Regions from separate parts of the Mus musculus genome. Here all the other regions are linked to region 3. The links are chromatin contacts, called in public HiChIP or PLAC-seq maps. All regions are on one chromosome and are shown on one strand. Each heading gives the region's core, a stretch centred on a gene start, on an enhancer-like site or on the middle of the called end of the contact. The rest is flanking DNA. Distances are from core to core; before and after follow the strand shown. Region 1 has its middle 19 kb from the start of Fbln2. Region 2 holds the start of Fbln2 (fibulin 2). Region 3 holds the start of Wnt7a (wingless-type MMTV integration site family, member 7A).

Region 1 (3,892 bases), core at 1,318-3,817, 220 kb after region 3:
GCTGAGCAATAAATGCTCCTAGCAAAAGCAAAAGACAGACCACCCTCACCAGACAGATGGGAAAACTCCTAAACAAAAACCAACACACTAATCCAGACAGTTCTCAAAAGACAGCAAAGGCAGGTGGATAGTGCTTCTCTTGAGCCAGGCATCCCAGAAGGGCCAGAAGATATCTGGCTCAGCAGTTAGGAATAGAGACTATTCTTGGAGAGCACCCAGTTCTGTTCCCAGCGCACAGCTACCTGTTACTTCAATTCTTGAGAGATTCAATACCCTCTTCTCACTTCCTTGGCATTTGCACATACAGTGCACCACACACACACTTTTAAACACTTTTTTTCCCCCAAAACAAGGTTATTCTGTGTAGCCCTGGCTGTCCTGGAACTCACTTTATAGATCCGCCTGCCTCTGCCTCCTAAGGCTGGGACTAAAGGTGTGTACCACCATAGCCCAGCGCCCCCCACCCTTTTGGACAGTACTCACTATATACCTCTGGCTAGCCTGGAACTCATTATACACACCAGGCTAGCCTCAAGTTCAGATCCATCTGTTTCTGAGTGATGAGATTAAAGGCACCACCATGTTCAGTTAAATTAAATAAAATAAACCTCAAAGGGGGAGTGTTCCCACTTTAACTGTAGATGGCTCTACAGTTAAGAGCACTGGCCGTTCTTGTAGAGAACCTGGGTTAGATTTCTGTAGCGGTCTGAATAAAAATGGTCCTCATAGATTCTTATATTTCCCATAAGCTTTTGTATTTGAATGTTTGGTCCCCAGTTGGTGGAATTATTTGGGAAGTATTGGGAGGTGTAGAATTGTTGAAAGAAAAAAAATATCACTAAGGGTTAGGCTTTGAGGTTTCAAAAGCCAACACCATTCCCAGTTAACTTTCCTGTCTCGTGGTTGTTTTAAGATGTAAGCCCTCAGCTACTGTTCCTCCCTATGCCTACCTGCCTACTGCCATGCTCTCTGCCATGACAGCCATGAACTTTAACCCTCTTAAACTGTAAGCCCCAAATACGTTCACATTAGTCATGGCAATAGAAAAGTAACCAAGACAGATTCTAAGCACCCCTGTGGCAGTCCTAGGAGATCTGGCACCCCCTTTTAGCCTCCATGGCTACTCCATGCATGTGGTACACAGACATACATGCAGGCAACATCTATACACATAAAATAACAGAATATAAAAAAGAAGGAGGAGGAGCAGAAGAAGCCACAGCCATCTTATTACAGACTGGAATGTGAGCTTGATGAAGCCGGGCTCCTCTTACAAAGGCAGCATGGAAAGAGCTGGAAGCTGACCCTACCTAGGCAAGCAGTCACTTCTCTGGATCCACTGGTTCTGGAACCTCTGGGAAGCCCAGATCCATAGGTGCTGAAGCCCTGAACAGCTTTCTGTGTCTGCCTCCCCCTTCCTCCATAAACATCTCTCACTTTTTAAAAATAGTTCCGTGATAGCTATAATGTTTATGCAACCTACCACTGCAGCTCAATAGAAAGAGGCAGGGTCACGGAGCCTTGGAGTCAATGCCCCAGAGCTTTCCATCTTCCCAAATGGCAACTCTGACCCCTTTAAAAGGTAACTCCCAGCCCCTGGCACACAATATGCTACCTTCTGGTTGAATTTAACTGTTTTAAGGATGCCACACAAGAAGAATTATCCAAAGTTTGCCTTTTTTATGAGCAACTTGTTCATTTAAATAACCAGAATTCATCCATGATTCCAGCTGGTGTCCAGTCCCCTGCCTTTTAGACATGGGTTCTATTGTCAGACGTGCTGTGCTCATTGGTTTACTTAGGGCTATTATAGTTACTGTGTGACAGGCATGGGTGTGCAAGCTGCTCTTTCCATCCCCACTATCATGTCTTGGGAGCATACATCTCTGATTTCTCCTACACAGACTCTCAGCTCTATCCAGGGGCCTCAGATGTCCCGTTTCAAAAGAAGCAGGCCTGTTGTTTGCTAGGAAAAGAGTATGGTGAGGTAGGAATGTGGAGGAGAAACCTGTGCTGGCATATCTTCACAGCAATCCAGAGCTGGGTCACAAGTGCCTGTGCTTGTCCAGGATAGTTTTAAAGTCAAGAGATCCAGAGATTCTATATTCTGGCTTCTCTTGAAAAGCTAGTGGGTGAATCTGAGTGGGATACCTGCAGCCAGAACCAAACTGTGGCCCTAATCTGGCCCGACTGTTCTCTGACCTTGTTCCCTGAGTTTCCTATGCTGAGCTGAGAGCCTGAAGTTCCATGTTTTGAGATGCCCTTTGACACCATGCTGTTTAACTTTAGCTGAGCCTTGGGGGACCAGGGCAGAGGTTAGATGGTACAGCCTTAAAGCAACAGGCTTTAAAAACAGATGCTGAGTGCAAGCTCTGTGTTGATGAAGTTCTGTGTACCAAGACAGTAATGTGCTGCCCCAGCACAGTCTTCATCTTTGCCAATCAACTTGGCATTCAGCCTGACTATGGCCACAGGGAAAGCTCTTCCAGAAGCATACAGATGGCCATGCCTCACCCTGCCTGGAAGCCCTGATGCCCCCTATGTCATCAGGCCAGAGTCTGGGTGACTCAGCCTGGTCTTCCAGGCTTGAGAGCTGGCTCTGTGGTTTCCTTTTTCCCATACCCATACCACATTCCTTCCTCTGCCTTGAGGCCCTTTCCTATCACTCTTTCTGAACACTCCTACTCATCCTGCAGGACCCAGCTCTGGAGAGAGAGACTGTAAGTAGCATGGGGTGGGGGTGTTGATAATGGACCACTGCTGCAGGCTGGGCTCTGGGGAGAAACAGATACACTGGCGGTGGTGGCAGAAACAGCACCCTTGAGGGAACCAGAGCAATGAGGAAGAGGAGAATGCAGTAGAGAGACTGGGGTAGGGCCCAGGGTTGGCTGCAAGGAGTACTGTCTAGCATGGGCAATGCTGGAGTCTGCCAGGGGTTCTGAACAAGAGAAGTACCCCCCGCCCCCAGGAGACTGAGGTCCACATGGATCTTGGCAGGAAATGGAAGAGGATGACGAGTCAGGATGGAATGGCCTAGAAAAGAATCAGAGGATACAAACCAGCTGGGAAAGCAGAGAGCAAGGTACCAGAGGGCCACAGAGGGCATGCAGTCAATGTTATGCCCAAGTCCATACTGCCCAACCCTAAGGTTCAGATGGAGGAGAGCAAAAAAGATGTGAATGGAGTAGGGCTGGGGTCAATCAGTTACCATGTATAGCAGCAGGGCAGTGGGGCAACAGGGCAGCAGGGCACAGGGCAACAGGGCAATGGGGCAGCGGGGCAGCTAGGCAGTTGGGCAGTGGGGCAGTGGGCAGCAGGGCAATGGGGCAGCGGGGCAGCTGGGCAGTTGGGCAGTGGGGCAGTGGGCAGCAGGGCAATGGAGCAGCGGGGCAGCGGGGCAAGGGGCAGCAGCCATGTGTCACTTTAACAGAGATCTTGCCTATGGAAGTGGGAATAGTAGATAGTTTGGCAAACTCCTTTCTTGAGATTACCTAGATCCGTATCTCGGCCTCTGTTTCATCCCTCTCATCCTAGCCACTCAGCTCTGGTTTAGGCCCCTCTAGCCACCCTCATTGGCTGTCCTGGGAAAGCTGTCTGCCCATGCCCATTCAGTGCACTAGTGGCTTTGGCCTCTCAGATCCAAAGAGCGGTCTTTCCTGCTGCCCCGCCATAGAGATGTTCCCCCGGAGCCAGAGACTCCAAATCCTCTTGGCCTTTATCCTGCCTGTATACAACCTGGGACACAGCCCAGTCCTGAGTCTGAGTGATAGTGGGGGTTAGAAGTCTCCAGGGCCAGTGTATCTCTGGGTATGCCCTGTCATCCCAGGACGACCACATCTGCCATCTCAGTTTCCCAGCTCAGAGAGCTGTGAGCTCGCCCCTCTCACAGCAC
Region 2 (3,619 bases), core at 688-3,187, 200 kb after region 3:
GAACCAGTGTGACTTTACAGAGGAGCTCTCAGAATAACAAGAAGGAAAATTCTATGCGAGGTCTATCTCAGGTCCACCAGGAGCTCTGACCTTCCTCCTATGGGGACACCAGGCCATCACCCCCACAGACCAGCACAAAATGTCTATACTATCATTAGAATCCCCTGTAAACCTGATCCTGGACACTCCCACCTTTGTGGTGACCAACATCCTGAATGGTAGGAGGCTTACTTAAGGCATGGCAGAGCCTAGCCTGGGCTCACCCTTGAGATAGCAATGGATTTAAAAGGCTACAACCAGAACAGGTCTCCAAAGGCCAGACAGGAGCCCAGAAGAAAGATCTGGTAGAGACTGCAACCAAAGGTGCCCCTGGCCCATCCCTAAGGGAAGGCAGCCAGCAGCACTGGTTGAAGCACTCCACAAAAGCATATGAATCCTAACCACCAGAGCTTGCTTTTTTTTTTTTTTTTTTTTCAAGAAAAGACGGAAATCCGGACTTTTCTGTGAAAGCTGCCAGTTAGTAAATGCTGGCAGCTAATTAAATTTTTAAAAACAATAATAGCATACTGAGAGCCAAGCAAAACATGCAGAGCTAGTCACAGCCGGGGCTGGCGGGTCTGCACCTCCAGTCAGATGCTTTCTACATACTACATGAAGGGGTGGGCGGGAAGACAAGAGGTACCCACCCTTGGCAACATCTCCCATCCTGCCTTTCCTCTTGGGGGTCCTGCACACACACACACACACACACACATACTTGGCACCTCTGGAAGGTGAGGCGAGAGCTCCGATCATTCCATCACAAATATGTATTAGCTCCACTCAATGCCAAGCCCAGGGAGCCCTCTGCTGCCACCCACCCACGTCACCCAAGCTCTCCTGGAGAGGGTCAGGTTCAGCATCCTCTGAGCAACAAGGACCCACACACCACAAATTCCTTTTTGTCTCTCTGGCCAGTCATAGAACACCTGCTGGCTCAGACCAACTTCGGACTGGTCCAAGTGGCCATCACCGTGAAGCAGATGGGCACGATCTCAGGCTGGCTGAGGAAGAAAGGATGGACTCTTGCCTAGGAGAGGGGGGGCGGGGAAACAAGAGGTGGTGAGGAGCCAAGCCCACCCCTGAAGACTTAGCCCCTCCTGGGCCCCCTAGGCCACTCCAAGAGTGAGCCAAGACTAACACCAGCAGCCACCTCCTTCTCTCTAGGCTGAGGCTCCCACTCAGCAGGGGAACCGCAGATGCTAGGGACCATGACTCTGTCTGTGAACCTGAGTGTGGGGCCCTCTGTGTCCAACACAGGCCCGTGTGGGAGATGTGTGTGGAATAGCGGATGGAGATAAGCGAAGCATTGAACCAACCGGCACTGAACCAAACTTTCTATGGATGTCGAACGCACACGTGCCTAACACGGACACATATGCATGTCTGAAGGATGCCTAAAACATGCAAGTGTGTGTGAAAGCACTCACGTGCAGAGGGATGTGGGAGAAGTGAACGTGCACAGCCCCTGCACGAGAGATTCTGGGCTGGGTGTTGGGGTGGCCTGTGCCTCTGCAGAGCTTGCAGTAACTTCTGCTAGTGTGAGTGCATGTGTGGCAGTTTGTGACTGAGGGTGGGGTGGTACCAGACCGAGAGGCCCAATCTTTCCCGCCGGGGATGGGGGGCAGCTGGGGGAGTGACCCTGGGAGACCCTGAAGGACTAGTCTGGTGTCTGGAGAGCCAGAGAGACGAGCCAGCGATCAAGAGAACGTGACTGACCTAGAGGAAGCGCGGGGTGGAGATCGAAGGCTCTGTACTTACCCGGTGCTCTGTGTTGAGCTGCGCCGCCGTCAGTCTGTCCGCGCACCCGCCGTCGGTGAATCCAGAGTCCGGGTGGCGCGCGGCTCGGGGTTGGAGAAGAGCGGGACTAGCCAGGCCTTGAGACCCCGCCCCACAGGTCCCGCCTCAGGGCGGGGCCTCGATTTTGCTAAGACTTCGCCCAACCCAGTGCTCAACAAGCCCAAATAGGAGCCCAGGAGCCGGCGCTCTCCTGTCCGGGTCTCTGAGTCCCTCTTTCCACTCCCTCTCACCATGCTTTGGCTATATTGAGACTCAGATGTCTCAGTACTGCGCCACCCTTTAGCTTCTCCTCCTGGACCCAGCACCCTGTGATAGCCAGAGGTACCCAGGCTCAAAGCTGCCCAGGGACAGGTCTGCAGAAACTAGGCATGGGCATGCTCCCATCTTAGTTCTCCACTGTCTAGATCACCCTGCCCTTTTTCTTTTTTTCCTTTCTTTCTTTCTTTCTTTCTTTCTTTCTTTCTTTCTTTCTTTCTTTCTTTCTTTCTTTCTTTCTTTCTCCTCCTCCTCCTCCTCCTCCTCCTCCTCCTCCTCCTCCTCCTCCTCCTCCTTCTTCTTCTTCTTCTTCTTCTTCTTCTTCTTCTTCTTCTTCTCCTCCTCCTCCTCCTCCTCCTCCTCCTCCTCCTCCTCCTCCTCCTCCTCCTTCTTCTTCTTTTTTTATCCTGATTCAGTTGCCTGTACTATGGTGTGGCTTAGCCAATCCTCTTGACCTCTGTGGGTAGGGAGCTGTGGAGAACACTGTCATCCACAGCACAGTGCCCAAGAGGCAGTCAACACTCTGTAAGATATAAACTCAAAACATATCATTACTGGGCCCTTGGCTCCCTGCCCCCCAAATGACAGAGGTGTCTGGTCACCACTGTCCACTCTCAGCAGGCCCAGGGCCTGTGCATGGTAGAAAGTCAACAGTGAGCTTCACTGTCTGAGATCCAGGACTGCTAATCACCTCCCATACCTGCCAGAGATGGATGCCCCTATAGCCACTGCCCGTCATCCTAGGAGCAGCTGTGGCCCAAGAGTAAGACCCCATGGCCCAGAACAGGTGTGAGGCAGCCAAGAGCAAACAAAAAGACAGAGAAGGAAGCTATCTGCCCAGGGTTACATAGCTGCACCTAGAAAGAGCCAGGGAATTGTAGAGGAACCAGGATGGGTTGTGGAGAGCAGAGCTGAATGGAAAAGTCTGACCCAGCCTGCCTCTGTGGGCTCTTTCCACAAACGCCTCTCTCAGGGCCTTTGTGTATGCTGTTAACCTCTACCCGAACACCTCTCCCCCAGGAGCCTAGGGCTGGTGCATCCTTGTTTTGAGATAAAATATCCCCTTTCTGAGACCACATCAGAGCCCTTCTATCCTGCCACTTGGCTGCATTCTCTCCCTGGCTACCTTTTTGAGATTGGTTTATAAATGATCGTTTGTAGAATTACTTAGCAGCTAAGACTTCTTTCCCATGCAGCTGTGTGTCCTTGGGCCAGTCACCTTGGGCAAGTCCCTTCCCTCTGAGTTTTGGCTTACTTCCTCAGGGGCAAACTAAACAATAGGTGTCAAAGCCTACATCAGGGGTTGAGCTGAAATCCCAAAGTTCCAGAGGGGTGTGTTCAGTAAATAGTATATGAGAATAAAGAGCAGATGAAACCCTTCTCTCTATGGCCAAGAGCATAGCTGCAGCAAGCATGGACCCTTTCCCCACTACAAGTCCCGGCTGAGGGAGAGAAGGGAGGCAAGCAGCCAACATTCAGGCTCAGGCTGCAGACAAGGAGCCTGGGCCTGGTTGTCTTTCCACCA
Region 3 (3,845 bases), core at 225-2,724:
TGAACCCATGTTGAAGTCTCCCTAGTCCAACAGGCTCCCCAGTGTCCAATTCCCTTCCCAGCCCCCATCAGTGTCTCCATGGGACACCCAGAGATACACACACACACAAATGAGTTACCTGCTTTATTCTCCAGGGTCTCCATTGGACTCCAAACTCTTCTAGGAATACAGTCCCCCTCTCTTCCCTCCACATCACTGGCTTTCTTTCTCTTCATCCTTGCTCCTCCTTCACCCACTCCTAGCTTCTACCATAATGGGCCCAAATCCTGTGATCTGCTGCGGACAGCCCAGCCACTTCCTCAGAGCTAAAACAAACATTTTAGTGCACAGAACCCTCTTTCCCATTGCCCGGTCCCCGGTCCTGTGACCTTCTCACCAGCCGGTGCCATCTGAAGCTATGCATGTGCTTACTGGACAGGGCTCCTGTACGTATCCATTTACCATCATCTGCACCTGTCAATGAGGAAGCTATCACAGGCTTGCCCAGAGGCAAGGAAGGCGCGCACAGAGAACTCCTTGCAATGGAGATTGGTTGAACAATGTAGTGGCCATATTCTGAAAGCGCCCCCCCCCCAGGCTGTACCCAGACCAAGGTCTCCCGTGTTCCTTGAATCCACGGTTGTCAGCATGGCTGGCGCCAGTAGCCCGTGGACGCATGCGTGAACAGCGGCTGTACATGAAGGTATGCATGAAGAACTGCAGTCTGGAAGGCTAAGCAGGCCTGGAGTGGAGAGAAGAGTAGGGGTCACTAGAGTTGGGGCTACCTTGTTCCAATCTGGCTATTCACCTGTTAGTGACTTTGAGTTTGACTTCACCTCCTCAGTTTCTCCAACTGAAACTTGGGCTGCGTGTCTCTGATCAGAAAGACAAAAGGCCAGAATGCACCACCTGCCGCACCCAGCAGGTGTCGCCGTGAGAGCGCTCTGAGCTTTCACCTGCGCGTGTTCTCAGGTTCTGCTACTGGTCATTGGGCTCCAGTCCAATTCCAAGTCTCCACCGGTAGCAAGATTCCGGAGGATCCTGTCACGTCTCGCCTTAGGTGCAATCAGCCCCTCGCACAGACGAGGGTGAGGAGAGAATGTGTGGGGTAGTAGTTCTGCAGGAGTCTCCACCCCAGTTCCCTGTTTCTGGCCCGTGTGACAGAGCTCTAACAAGGCGTGAGGGTTCTGAAATGAGCCTATATCCTCTACACCCAGAGGATGGCCCTTGGGCACCTGCTGGTCTCAACCTGCGAGTTAGCGAAGGATGCTAGGCAGGCAGGATTCCACCGCCCTCCACCCCCAACTCCGCTCCACGCCCCCGCCTCCCACCGCCGCGAGCTCGGAGGAGCGCCGCGGGAGCGCGCTCGGGGCAGACATCCTCGACCCGCGGGCGCTTGGGCGCGGGGCGGGCGCTCCGGGAGGCGGGCGGGGGAAGGGCGGAGAGGGAGGGGCGGGGGCGGGAGGCAGCAGCGCCCCGCAGTCCCCGCGCCTCAAACACTTGCCGCGATCGCTGGCGCGCAGCGGCGCCCCTTGTTGCGCTTGTTCTCCCCTCCTCTGGCTCCGCGGCTCCCGCGCTCTGGGACAGTCTCCAGTGCCTAGCGCGGACCGACGCACCGACGGACCGCCCAGGGAGCCTCGGCCCGCGCCCCCTGCGCAGGCTATGTGGATTGCCCCGCCGGGCCCGGCTGGCGGGATCAGCACAGCCCGGCCCGTGGCACCCGCCACCAGCGGGGACTATGACCCGGAAAGCGCGGCGCTGCCTGGGCCACCTCTTTCTCAGCCTGGGCATAGTCTACCTCCGGATCGGGTAAGCACCGCGCGCGTTCTTTCCGCGCGTGCGACGGAGGCAAAGTTGACTGGGCCCGGGAGGGAGGCGCGCTGCCCAACTTAGCTCAGGAGAGGCAGTGGGAGGTGCAGGAACCCTGAGGGCACAAAGGCTCCCCGTGAGCGGACAACCCAGGGGCGCACGCAATTCCACAGACTCGGGCAGGGGATCGGCCATCCCAAGGATCTCAGAGTCAGGGATACCTCCAGAAACAGACAGTTAAGTGTTTCTGGAAGCGAATATCTGCTCTATGGGGTCCCCAGGAACCGCCCCACCCCCCGCCCCTGCGCGCAAGCCACAAGCACAGTAGATCCGGCAGGACCACAGCCACCCCTAGAGAGCTCAATTCCCAGCAGGAATTCTACGCGCGATATTGTGAGCGCAGCCCTTTTGCAGACAGGGCTACTCATGTAGCAAACGTGGGCCCAGGACTGGGGGTGTTCCCTGGCAAAAGCATAAACCACCTTTCAGAGCTCTGGCACCGCCTCATTTCCAGCGGCCCTCAGACCCCCTTCCCAAGCTAGGAGGACAGCACATTTAACAATCAGAACCAAATAGTACGACCAGAGATAGTTAATGGCTAGTCGGAGACACCAAGGAGAGACGCTCTCTAGCCGCCACCCAAAGAAAGCAAGACAGCCGACCCTGGGGTCGCTGGGGTGGGAGCCAAAGAACCCAGGCGTCAGGAGGTGGGGCAGGAGACACTCTAACTGGAAAGTGGAAGCAGGTGGCTTCTTGCGCTGCGTTGCGCGGCCTCTCTTTGTACTTAGGAAGTGACTTGTGTGCAGCACGGTTTTGGGGACGTGGGGGGCTTTAATCATAGACAGAGGTCCTAGCGCCAAAGGGCTACCTTGGGAGGCTTCACACCTGCCTCTCTCTATACACCCCTACTACCTGTGAACCTCCTGTCGCTGCCTTGGGAAGAACTGGACCCAAGGCCAGGGGGCGTGTGTGGCAGACCCTTTGTGTTTCTCCGCCGCCACCCTCAGGGTTCCCACTTCCCCAACCCCACCTCTCTGGAATGGGATTTCAAAACCAAGTGCGCTCTGAGTGGACTAGGCGGCCTCCAGCCCAACCGCGGATCGAGAGGCGGCTTCTGGGCTCGCGCGCTGCCTGCCTGCGGGTGTGTTTTAAGTGTTATTGATTCGCCCGCGTCTGGATGGCTTTTCTTTTCTTTTCTTTTTTTTTCCCCCCCACTTGCTTTAATCTTCATCTTGGCCCGCGCACTACCGCCCTGCGCTCATCCACTCATCCAGCATCCAGGAAGCGAGGTCGGGCTCATTGGCTCTGGCCGCGTTAGGTATTATCTTCTTTTTAATTAGAAACGAGGGGCGGAGACACTAAAGACTGGAGCAGGGGAAAGCGGCAGAAAGTAAAACTCCCTGATTTCTCCGGGACCTGACACCTCATTGGCTCACTAGGGGCTACCCTAGGGGAGGAGGCGGAGGTCAGGGGGCGTGGCCTTCTCTCAGGGCAGTTGGAGGGAGGTCCCGGTTAAGAGTTTCAGTGACTTTGAACCGCTCTGCTGGGTCCGAGGGTTAAGGTCCCCAAGTCCCTTGAGGTTTCTCAGTCTGGTAGGTAAGACTGGCTCCTGTGTCACCTATGTGTGACATATTTGTGGTATTCTAATTTTACCTGGGCTGTTCAGATGACTGCAGTACTAGCCCTGGGAACCATAAGTTCCAAAAGCGATAAAAATGGCACCTCAACATGTGCTTCCTATCGACCCTCTGAGGTGCAGACGGCCTCTCAGAAGCTCTTGTTTAAGCAGTGCAGGCTCTGAGATACATAAGGGGGGTTGTGAACCTGCTCCAGGTTAGAAAGTGAAGGAAGGCTTTGATGGAAAAGGGGCCTGCCCCCTTGGGCACTAGAAAATTGCTTCTCTGAGATTCGGGTCCCATGGTATCATGGCTCTCTGCAGGGACAGGTATTTCCTGGTCATCAGCTAGGTGTTTAGAAGACTTGTGGCCAAAATCCTGCCCTGCCCTACCTCAGACTTCATCTGGACTGTGGCTCTGTGAGAGGTCCTCTGTAGTAGC

The links. HiChIP or PLAC-seq counts read pairs in DNA pulled down with a chosen protein or histone mark.
Region 1: a FOXA1 HiChIP or PLAC-seq map of pancreatic cancer cells shows a contact between it and region 3. The contact joins the enhancer-like site here to the promoter of Wnt7a in region 3. A contact is called at or near these places in 6 of 39 promoter capture datasets (cranial neural crest, embryonic stem cells, hippocampal neurons and 2 more), 1 of 15 datasets of contacts at CTCF or cohesin (large pre-B cells), 5 of 484 Hi-C or Micro-C datasets (the AtT-20 cell line, myocytes, neurons and 2 more), 11 of 115 datasets of contacts at active chromatin or transcription factors (craniofacial prominence, embryonic basal ganglia, embryonic forebrain and 7 more) and 3 of 9 other capture datasets (embryonic stem cells, liver and pancreatic islet).
Region 2: a FOXA1 HiChIP or PLAC-seq map of pancreatic cancer cells shows a contact between it and region 3. The contact joins the promoter of Fbln2 here to the promoter of Wnt7a in region 3. A contact is called at or near these places in 9 of 39 promoter capture datasets (the C10 cell line, cranial neural crest, embryonic stem cells and 4 more), 2 of 484 Hi-C or Micro-C datasets (both in embryonic stem cells), 7 of 115 datasets of contacts at active chromatin or transcription factors (embryonic midbrain, embryonic stem cells, forebrain and 2 more) and 3 of 9 other capture datasets (embryonic stem cells, liver and pancreatic islet).

What each region holds. Positions count from the first base shown.
Region 1 is chr6:91,191,701-91,195,592 of GRCm38.p6, reverse strand. No RefSeq gene overlaps it. Among named protein-coding and RNA genes, the nearest start is that of Fbln2, 19 kb to the left of the region's middle. Within about 2 kb of position 2,567, at least 60 of the 459 cell types and tissues checked have an H3K27ac peak or open chromatin away from gene starts, as enhancers often do. A contact at or near this core is called in myocytes and pancreatic cancer cells, where this site is marked.
Region 2 is chr6:91,211,082-91,214,700 of GRCm38.p6, reverse strand. It overlaps Fbln2 (fibulin 2), which reads right to left and starts at 1,937. Exons shown (of 18, transcript NM_007992.2): 1 at 1,801-1,937.
Region 3 is chr6:91,408,982-91,412,826 of GRCm38.p6, reverse strand. It overlaps Wnt7a (wingless-type MMTV integration site family, member 7A), which reads left to right and starts at 1,474. Exons shown (of 4, transcript NM_009527.4): 1 at 1,474-1,788. The coding sequence starts at 1,718. It overlaps Gm30437 (a long non-coding RNA gene), which reads right to left and starts at 1,499. Exons shown (of 2, transcript XR_377869.4): 1 at 816-1,499; 2 at 111-721.